2 separate regions of the Bos taurus genome follow, and region 2 is linked to region 1. The links are chromatin contacts, called in public Hi-C maps. All regions are on one chromosome and are shown on one strand. The core of a region is the stretch at or near the end of the contact, and the rest is flanking DNA. Distances in the headings are between cores, read along the strand shown. Region 1 overlaps ZBTB16 (zinc finger and BTB domain containing 16). Region 2 overlaps ZBTB16 (zinc finger and BTB domain containing 16).

Evidence for each region. A called contact is a pair of places that touch in the nucleus more often than the background predicts.
Region 2: a Hi-C map of liver shows a contact between it and region 1, with 4 times the contacts expected there. The contact joins two enhancer-like sites. A contact is called at or near these places in 2 of 11 Hi-C or Micro-C datasets (liver and skeletal muscle).

What each region holds. Positions count from the first base shown.
Region 1 is chr15:24,702,108-24,707,368 of ARS-UCD2.0, forward strand. The region is part of intron 3 of ZBTB16 (zinc finger and BTB domain containing 16); the gene reads left to right. Among named protein-coding and RNA genes, the nearest start is that of NNMT, 100 kb to the right of the region's middle. Within about 2 kb of position 2,509, at least 44 of the 102 cell types and tissues checked have an H3K27ac peak or open chromatin away from gene starts, as enhancers often do. A contact at or near this core is called in liver, where this site is marked.
Region 2 is chr15:24,749,954-24,755,214 of ARS-UCD2.0, forward strand. All of the region lies in intron 4 of ZBTB16 (zinc finger and BTB domain containing 16), which reads left to right. Among named protein-coding and RNA genes, the nearest start is that of NNMT, 55 kb to the right of the region's middle. Within about 2 kb of position 3,073, at least 2 of the 102 cell types and tissues checked have an H3K27ac peak or open chromatin away from gene starts, as enhancers often do. A contact at or near this core is called in liver, where this site is marked.

The DNA.
Region 1 (5,261 bases), core at 1,259-3,758:
TTTTGGGTGCAGACCCCTGATGGGGAACTGCAGTAGAAGGAGCAGAGGGGTTGAGGCTGAGAGCAGGAGGCTGGAGGCTCAGATCACAAACAGGGCTTCAAGGCTGCTGGACGCCAGCAGAGAGCCCTCTGTCCTTTAGGAACTTCTCATCTGAGAATCCCCGAGTGGGAACCAGGGAGGAAGATCCTTGCTGGTGACCAGGGGTTGGTTGAGGGGATGTCCAGTGAAATCATGGCAGAAGTCCCCCCGCCGCTAGAGTTTTTGTGGCCTTTTTACCTCGTCCTTTACAAATACCAAGAGCACAGTGCCACCTCTGTTAAGCAGGATGAAGCCATGGATACCTGAAAGCTTGGGTGTTCCCTGGAACTCAGGTCAGCCTCCGCCTCAGCCTCACTGGCTCAGCCCAGCTCTGTCTGGTTAATGATTCTCTCAGTGTCTGGACTGTCTGCCCCACTTTGCCTGCCGGATGGAGCAAAGTCTGCCCCTGGGGAAGGAATCCCCTGCTGGAACCAGGGAACCCAGCCCCAACTTGATCCAGCACCACTGTCCCATTGCCAAGGGTTGTAAGCATTTGGGCCCCTTTACAGCCGCTTTATGGAGAAGGAAATGGCAACCCACTCCAGTATTCTTGCCTGGAGAATCCCATGGACGGAGGAGCCTGGCGGGCTACAGTCCACAGGGTCTCAAAGAGTTGGACACGACTGAGCAACTTCACTTCATTCACAGCCACTTTAAGCCTCCTTTGCCCTGTTTTTCCAGCTTCCCCAGAGACTCCCGTTCATCTTTTCTTCTCCCTCGGGTCTCCACTTAAAACTAGTCATTTACAGATAGAAGGATGAAGTGATTCACCCACGACTATACAGCTCAGACAGGGCCAGTTCACCTGCCTCATCCAAGGGTGCCCCTTCTCTTATCCAAAACAGCTGAAGACCGTGCATTCAAGGGCCCCAGAGAATACAGTGTCTCTCCTTTCTGAGCCGCTTGCTCATCATAGGTGGGAACTATGGGGCTAGAGTATTACAGACTGAAGTTCCTGAAGACTCTGTCCAAAGGCTGGTCTCCCGGAGCTCATCAACTTGATGCAGTGAAATTATTCTGTAATCATAATAACTATCCAGGTACTTACTGTGTGCCTGGTACTTCATACAGGTTCTTGTTCATGCTATCTTATGAGGATAGATAACCCCATTTTAAGGAGGGAAGTAAGGCCACAAAGTTGTTGCCAGGCCCATACCGCCAGTGAATGGCAGAACCCCAGAGCCCTGTCTGGCCAGTGGCCACTGTAGGGCTGTACCTCAGGGACATCTCCGAGTTGGCACGGCATTATCTGGAAGGAAGTCTGCTCACAACAAAGGCTGGAGTTTCCATGGTAAGAGAGGTGTTGGTGCCTTTGCACCAGTTCCCACTATACCTTGATTAGCCAGACATGGAAGTTGCCCAGGAAAGAAAGGGGTTAGAGGCAGTGGGAAGGTGACCCCCATATCAGCGCCTTAAGATTTCAGAGACGTTTGTATGTTGTTTTTACTGCAACAGATTTATCATCCCACTTGTATTTTACTCAAAGTAATTCACCTTAAATAGGTATGCACTCATCTCAGTAGGAGGCTGACAGTGCTGTGGCTGGCGTTGTGCCCACAGTGTGTAGGGACCAGGGTCTGGTGCAGAGAGCCCTTCGTCCTGGGACGTGGGGGCGTGGCCGGAAATGTGCATTGTTGGTTTCTATGGGGGCTCATTAGGAGTGCGTAATCATCGGTGTCATCTGCCTTTATCTTCCACTCCCCAGAGAAAGTCTCCTAGAGACTGGACCAGAGAGGGAGTCTCTCCTCCTTTGTTTCTCTTGTTCTTTGGTCTGGGGTGGTGAGAATGTTTTAAATGTTATGAGATGTGTATTACATTCATTTGATGTCTGTGTGGGTCTCAGACACTGACCCCGGGGGAAGAGGAGCAAGCAGTGGTAATGACGAGGAAGTCAATTTGACAACCAGCTTTTATTGAGCAGTTACTGGATGCCGGGCATGGTGGTAAAGACTTTACATATAGTATTTAAATGAGTCACCAGTCAGCCCTGTGAAGTAGATACTCTGTGCCCAGTTTTACAGGTGAAGAAACAGGTCCAGAGAAGATAATTAGCTTACTTGGGGGTGGTAGTTAGAAATGGTAGAACCCAGGACTTGAACCTGTGTGTGTTTTGATTCCAGAGCAAGGGTTCTCCCTGCTCTGCAGCTGTGTATTTAGTATATGTGTTTCTATGGGCCATGGACTGTGTTTCTAAGCCTAGTGGGTTATCTGCTGGTGTTAAAAGTGGTAACAGAGGAGCTTTTCTAAGCCTCTCCGGGCTGAGAACTGAGTGATAGGGATGAGGGACACTGTGTTTGGCACTTGGCAGTGCATTGATGGGAAATTGACGTCTAGAGATCAGGAGAGTCTGCCGCCCAGAATCCCCGGTCATTCCGTGATCTCTGTCGCCTGGCCAGGGAGTCTGTCCTGGTGACTTTCTGAGTCCTACCTTTGATTGAGGCCCAGGGTTATTAGTTCACCCTGCCACCCCCATCTTGCAAGCTGGGCCAGGCCCGGAGGACCTTTCTCCTACTTGGTTGTCACGGAGAACTACCCTTGAACCATATCCTGAGCCAATCGATAGGGCTGGTTGTTTTCCGGGCAGCCCACATCTGCCCACCTGCCTTCCCTGTTTCCTCTCCCCTAAATCTGTGTCTCTTACAGAGATGCTGGTTCTGTATCAGTTTTTGTTTTGTTGATAAAGGTGAAAGAGTGCACGACTGAGCTAGAGAGAGAGCGAGCGCAGGCTTTCCAGCTCCTCTTAGGGAGTACACATCTCCTTGAGTGAAAGAACATGCAGTGCTGGCCTTTGGAATTGGCAGCCAGTGTACTGTTCTCTGTCAGATAAGAGGTACTGTAAATAAAACTGTACACCATGGCCCGTTGTAAAATGCCCGGAGTCTGTACTCATTGTTCTGACAGCTTATGCTTTTTTTGGGTCTGCTGTTTTGGTACACTCTGTACTTCCTTATGTAAGCAGGCATGCATATCTCATCAGAACAGTCAAGATGTTTATTTTAAAATCTCAAGGAATTAAAAGAAAAAGGACACAGTACTCAACATTAGATGCTGGCAAACGTTAGGTGTTTTTTCACTGGTTCCTCCCTGCCCCCTCCCCGCCCCTTCTTGTTAGCACGGGGGTGGGAGAGTTTTGGGAGACAAGGGATTTTGAAATTTTTTCCTTTTATCATTGGCTTGTGCCTTACTGGCTTCAGAGAGGCTCCAGGCCACATCTGATTGTGTGCAGTGCCTTCTCGTCCCCTCCCTTAGGTACTCGGGACCCCCAACCCCATTTCTGGGCAAGAAGGCCCTGTGCTTTGCCAAGGAGGAGCGGCCTGAGGGGGTGGCAGGAGAGGAGGGTGGCTGTGGGCAGCCTGCCTGACATGCTTCTACTGGATTGCAGCTCTGTTGTTGGAATGCTGGGCATTGATAGAAAGCTTTATGGTTTTGAAAGTGCTTTTCTGGCATGTCTCGCCTTTGATTCCTGTGAGTCGGGGTGATCCTTAGCCCAGAGTGAAGCGGCTCCCACACACACACAGAGGCCGCCTCCATGTGGGCTGTGGCAACTGCCTCCTTTCTTTTCACCCAGTCTTAACCTGCTGTGAGCCCTCCTCCTTCCTCTGGCCCTTGTTTCACTTTCTGGAGGCATCAGGGAGGAAGGGGAGAATTCAGAATGGTCAGGTGGCTCCTCCCACCCGCAACACCCCCCCCCCCCCCCCCCCCGCCACCTTCTGTTGGATCCCTGGGTCGGGAAGATCCCCTGGAGAAGGAAATGGCAACCCACTCCAGAATTCTTGCCTGGAGAATCCCATGGACAGAGGAGCCTGGCAGGCTACAATCTGTGGGGCCCCAAAGAGTCGGCCACAACTGAGGGGCTAACATAGCCCCATTTTTCTCAGCTAAAGTCAGCGTCTGGACTAGGAGTGGGTGTGCTCAGCAGATCTCTGCCAGCCTGTGGAGGGTCCACCTGGGCTGATCAGAGGCTGCCGAGTGGGCTGGAGGGAGGGCTTGCTTGTTCACTGCAGCGGAGTGAGCCCTGGGCGGCTGGACAGGGAGCCAGAGGGCGGGCAGAGGAGAGGGGCGTCTTGCTCCAGGGGAAGCAGACAGCTCCACTTCCTGTTTCCCATTCCTTTTCCTCCAGACTGCCTGAGTTCCAGGCGGAGACCGTGTCCTTGAGTTTTGAAAAAGGGACAGCAGGCAGCCCAGCACGTGTAGACCAAGGACTCTGCCACCCCCTAGGGGATGGCCTGGCAGTGCCCTGAGTGCCCAGTGTCCCCTTCACAGGCCAGTTCTGCAAACCAGGAACCTGCCTGAGGGTTTCTTGGTTTATGGGGCAATTAGTGAGCGCCACCCACGCGTCAGGTACTGCGGAGAGAATTGGGGATGGAGTAGAGTGGTGGTCCCCAACGTTTTGGGCACCAGGACCAGTTTTGGGGGATGATTCAGGGGGGTGGGGAGCTCGTTTGGGGATGATTTGAGCAGATTACGTTTACTATGCAGTTTATTTCTGTTATTGTTACATCAGCTCCACCTCAGATCATCAAACATTAGATCCCAGAGGTTGGGGGCCCCTGGAGTAGAGGACAAGCCAGATGCCAGCCCTGCCTGCTCTCATGGAGCTTGCAGTCTGCTGGGGAGACAGAGAGAGGAAAGGAGTCCGGCAGGCAGCCAGACCTGTGAATGGAGCTCCTCGGGCAGCGATGTAGAAGCTGCAGGGGTGTGTGGGGAAGGGGGCAGGATACAGAGAGCTGTCAATACTGACATGTTGGTCCTCTGATAGATTGCTCTGCTCCCTCAACAAGACAATCCCTCACCTTTTAAATTAGCACGACAAGGCATGTGTGCGTGTGCGTGTGTGTGTGTGATTATAGTGAAATATGTCTTTACAAATGTGAGCTCACTTTACAAAAGATAAATGGCCCCCAAATAGCTGTACATTGAATTTCAGTAAAATCAATCATACTTCGCACAAAGGAGTTCTTGAAAGGAGTCCTGGCCCCGAGCCCATCTGGGCTGGTGGTCAGTGTCACTGACCGGTTCTGTGGCTCTGCCCCGGCCCGTGGGGCCCAGCACTTTGCCCAGCTTCTTACAGCCCCTTTGGGACTGTCTCTTGCTGTTCCCATTTTACAGAGGGAGCGACAGTCTCACTGAGATTAGGCAACTCGCCGAGGGTCACAGCTGGTGATTTGCTTAGCTGGGATTTG
Region 2 (5,261 bases), core at 1,823-4,322, 48 kb after region 1:
TCCGTGGGGTCGCTTAAGAGTCGGGCACGACTGAACGACTTCACTTTCACTTTTCACTTTCCTGCATTGGAGAAGGAAATGGCAACCCACTCCAGTGTTCTTGCCTGGAGAATCCCAGGGATGGGGGAGCCTGTGGGCTGCTGTCTATGGGGTTGCACAGAGTTGGACACGACTGAAGTGACTTAGCAGCAGCAGCAGCAGCAAAGAAGAGTATATGAGGCCATGTTGTGAGGGGTAGATATCAGGAGACATCACCTAGAGCCCGACTTGAAATTCCAACCCTTTAGAGTTTTAGAAGTAGTCACGCTGGTTTGTCTCCTTCCATAGACAGGAAGCTGTCCAAGGGCAGGGACTGTATGTGTCTGATTCATCAACGTGTCCCTAAGACATGCATTGCACAGCAGCTGCTTCCTACAAGGTGCCTAATAAACAGAAACACAGGGAAAGTTCTGGCAGCATTCTCTTTTTTTTTTTTTTTTGGCTGCACCAAGTCTTCGTTGCATCTCGTGGGATCTTTACTGTGGCGTAAGAAGAGGTCTTGATTAGTTATGGTATGTGGGATCTAGTCCCCTGATCAGGAATTGAACCTGGGCTCCCTGCATTGGGAGCAGGGAATCTTAGCCGCTGGACCACCAGGGAAGTCTTGTTAGCAGCATTCTTATTTTCCTCTGTTGCTTCATGGTAGCCACCAATTCATTTATTAAACTAATAATTGAAAGTGAAAGTATTAGTCGCTCAGTTGTGTCCAACTCTTTGTGACCCCTGTGGATTGTAGACCACTAGGCTGGTCTGACTATGGAATTTTCCAGGCAGGAATACTGGAGTGGATAGCCATTTTCTTCTTCAGGGAATCTTCCTGACCTAGGAATCGAACCCGGGTCTCCCACACTGCAGGCAGACTGTTTACACTCTGCGCTACCTAGGAATTGGTACCTGAGTTTGGTGGCCCAACACTGATCCTGGCATTCCTCACACGGTTCCCGTCTAGGGACAGTCATGAGCACTGAATGAGATGGGCAGGACACCCACCAGAGCTGTCACTTTAGAAGGTTTGGGGTGATGCAGGGTTTCCTGTCATAAGCTTTCTCTAGGTAGATGTCTCCACAGTTTCCCGTGTTGACGATTTGCAGGCATACACGGACGCAGAATATACGTAAGCATCCTGATGCTTGGTGGCAGCTTTTCCAGCCTGTAGGCCCCCAGGCAGCAGAAAAGTCAACCTGCCCTGATCTCTGGCCCTAGAGTCTCCATCCACAGGCTACACAGATTCCTTTCCTTTCACAGAATCTGTTTAGGCTCCTTAGGATTTAGGGGAGGGAAGAACCACGTGGCAAAATCACTGAGTAAATAAGAATAATCAAACAGATATTCCCTGGAGAGGTTTCTTTCTATGAAGATGTTAATTAATATGAGCATTCTGGTCTCATGTTCAGAGGCAGTCTCCTGTGCAAATGGTACACGACCGCCCACCCAGCCCTGAGTAAACCAACTCTTCGGGATCTTCGCCTTTTGGAGAATGAACTAGTTTGGGGGAATCAAGCCAGATTCTGTCAGAGATGGAAGTTGCTTTGTCTGAAGTTAAGCACATCATAAAAAAAAATCACAGTGGAAAGAGGAAAAGACAGCTTAGCCATCAGTGCAGCTGAGTTAGAAAATGTCGCAGGAGACAGCCAAAGAGACACAGATGTATAGAGCAGTCTTTTGGACTCTGTGGGAGAGGGTGAGGGTGGGACGATTTGGGAGAATTGCATTGAAACGTGCATATTATCATATATGAAACAGATTGCCAGTCCAGGTTCGATGCATGATACAGGGTGCTCGGGGCTGGTGCACTGGGATGACCCAGATGGATGGGATGGGGAGGGAGGTGGGAGGGGGGTTCAGGATGGGGAACACGTATACACCCGTGGTGGATTCATCTCAATGTATGGCAAAACAATGTGATATTATAAAGTAATTAGCCTCCAATTAAATTATATAAATTTATATTAAAAAATAAATAAATTTATATTTAAAAAATAAATAAATAAAAATAAAAAATAGAAAATGTCACAGGGAGTCCACGTGCGTCCCCCAACCTCCTCTCAGCCTGTCCTGCTTGTGCACTGCCCTCAATGTTTCAGAAAACCCAAAGCTCATGAGCTGCCCAGGTTGTCAGAGCTGAAAGATTTGAGGGCTGTGTCTGTGCTGTCCTTGTCTGAGGCCTTGTACAGTCCGCACGGCCCCCTCCCCACTGCTCTGTTGTCCAGACCCCTCACATCAAGAGGTGGTGTAAGCTTTCTCTGTACTGGTATTACTAACGAACTAGTCTTATCTCAATAGGCCGTTGTTTCCAAAAAACAGCTGATGTGAGGGGGAGGAAGGGAAGACCAGGGAGAAGGGAATAGGATGGGTGACCTGGGGAGCATTTGGAGAATGGAGGAGCCAGGGAGGAGTAAGAAACAGGTCTGTCCAAAGAGAAGGCTCAGGCCGTGAAAAGGAGTGGGTGTGACCACACAACGTCCACTGGGGCTTGTTACTGGCGTTGCCTGCGTGGAAAACCCTCCTGGAACCAGACATCTTGCGTGAGTGGTGGTGGGGAACCTGTCTTGAAGTCCTTTGGAAGGATAAGGTCTTTCTTGTTGATCTTTGCCGCTGATCCCAGAGGCTTCAAAAAGCTGCACGGTACTTCTCTTTGAATTCAGATGGGAACATTTTGACAATTCCTCACTTCTTTCAAAGACCTTTGTGAAGATCCACCAAATGAACAGTTACTGTAATGCAAATAAACAGAAAGCGTCCTCAGTATTTGCCAATTCTCAAAGGCCCCTAGCACTAGTCTAAAAAATCATAAGCTTCCCACCTTCTCACCCCCCCCAAAAAGAGTTAGGAAAGATGAATGAGTAAACACTGCTTTCTCATTTCCAAGGGTTTTGAGAAGTGGGGGATAGGGAAATAGTTGTGGACAAGCTGGACAAACAAAGGGACCTGAATGGATGTGGGCAATGCCAAGGCCCCTTGGCCTGGGACCTGGTATCTCCCAGGGGCTCCCTGTGTTGTCACATTTGCTTACAAGAACACCAGGTACTACACTCACCGCTGGCAGGTCAACCGTAGAGCCACAGGAACTGGGTCTTTGACCAGGTCAGAGAGCAGCCCTGGACTCAGATCTGCAAAAGCCTGTTGAACTCTTGAAAAATCAATCTTGAGTTTCCGAGCAGGATAGTATTGGAGGTCACAGCTTATGTGTGTGATAGTGACGCAGCTTTGGGCATTTCCATTAGCAGCTCTGTTGTAGACGTTTTCCATCTGCTGTAGAGATGGAGTCTCAGGATAGGACAGTATACATCATCACCCTCTGAAGAAGGATGAAAGCAGCCCGCCCAGAGTGTGATTTGGGGACGCGCACTGCCTGAGTGTAGAGGACTGTGTCCTCTGGGCAGCTCAGAGCAAGTCCTGCGGGGAGAGCTGAGGGCCTGCTCTGATCTTAGAGGAGGAAGAGGTAGCAAGTGGACACCAGGTGCACGTATAGCCTTGGGTCCACGTCCTGCCAGGGGCCAGGAGGAGTTGCCAGCTTTAACATCAGGTTCCAAACTGTTAGTGACTTGTTGGCTGCCAGCTCACAGCTTTGGCCAGAAAGTAATATCTGGTAACTCCGTTCTACAGTCCTTTCGTTCAAAGAGCTGGATCCTCCTTTGGTGCAGATGATTTTCCATCTTGAAGAGACATCTGGGTGGGTTCTGCACTGGGTGCCACATGTACCCCCTGGGTAGTTCTGCACAGGAGGGCTTCCAGGTTGGGAGGTGAAGCCAAGCCCAGGAGAGCCCATGCCCAGATTCTGGAGCATATGGATACGACTTCACACTTGTCATTCATACTATTAAGTATATTGTAACAAATATTCAAGCTTTTAAGGGATCCCTTTACAATACACTTTTTGGTAGTTTTTTTTTTTTTTTTTTTTAATCTCAATTTATCAGCTTTCAGATGATCACTAAATCAGAATACACTGTTTCCAGAACACCAGAACAAAAAGACTGCAGACGTCTTGCTAAAGATTATTCTACAGTCAGGAAAACTAATCATAGAAACAGACAGGCCCAGAAGCCTGCAACTCACAGGGAATCTGGGCTGGTGGTGGAATGGCTGAAGAGGGTAACGAGGCATGTTTTACTTGAAGTCAGTAAGAATCAAATATTAATGGCGTGGACTTTAGAAATCGTAACTTGCCAAGGACCGTGGACCAAACCCACAGAGATATTAATGGTTAAAACTGTGTGTATCGTTTATTTATCCATTCAGTAAATATTTATCAACACCCATCATATACCTAATAGTGTATTAGGCTCTGGGAATGCAGTGGTGAGTAAATAGAATGCCTGTCCTCATGGGGCTCATGTCTTACAGGGAGGCAAGATAGGTAAATAAGCAAGTCACGTACAGGATAAATATTGTTACAGTGGAGGCATAAGATGTTATAAGAGCACACATGGAGGCCTCCACATGGATGGGGAGTTGGGGAGGCTTCTTGGAGGTGGTGTCTTCTGCAGGATGAGAAGTTATTAAGTAAAGAAGATAGGTTACTGGGGGAGAAAGGGAAGAATGCCAGACTGAGGTCAACAATGCTCAGAGTTGGAGTCAAGTTAGGCTGGTGTATGAACGGAAAAATGGGAGTGGGGAGTAGGGCTGAGGCCTGAGTGTGGTGAGATGATGGACATTAACTGTGAAAGACCCCTAAAAGCCTTAAGTAACTATGTGTTTTTCCTGAGGGTGATGGGGAGCCGTTAAAAGGTCCTCGGAGAGTGACATCAAATTATGTTGTAGAAAAATGACTTGGACTACACAGTTGTGAATAGACTGGAGGGGTTTATACACTGAAGGCAAGGAGATTAGTAAGGAAAGTATTGCCGTAATCCAGGCAAGAAATTGTGGTAGCTGGAACCAGTGTATTTACAGCGAGGACGGATAAGAAGTGGGAAAAGTTCACGGTACTTAGGAGGCTGAAGAAATTTGATAACTGATCTGTTGTCGAAGATGAGAGAGAAAAGAATCAAAGATGATGGCCCCTTTTCTTACTTGGGGCCCAGTGGGTGACAGTGGAAGCCCTTTATTGAAATGGGGGTGAAGGAGAAGAACTTTGTTATTGCTGTTAAGATGATGAACAGTTTTAGTGTCACAGCACTGAGGCCTGTGTGACATCCAGTGGGGACCCATAAGAGGCATTTGGATTCATTGTTATGTCTGGAATTCGGGAAGGAGGGAGATTTGCTGGCCATGTATCT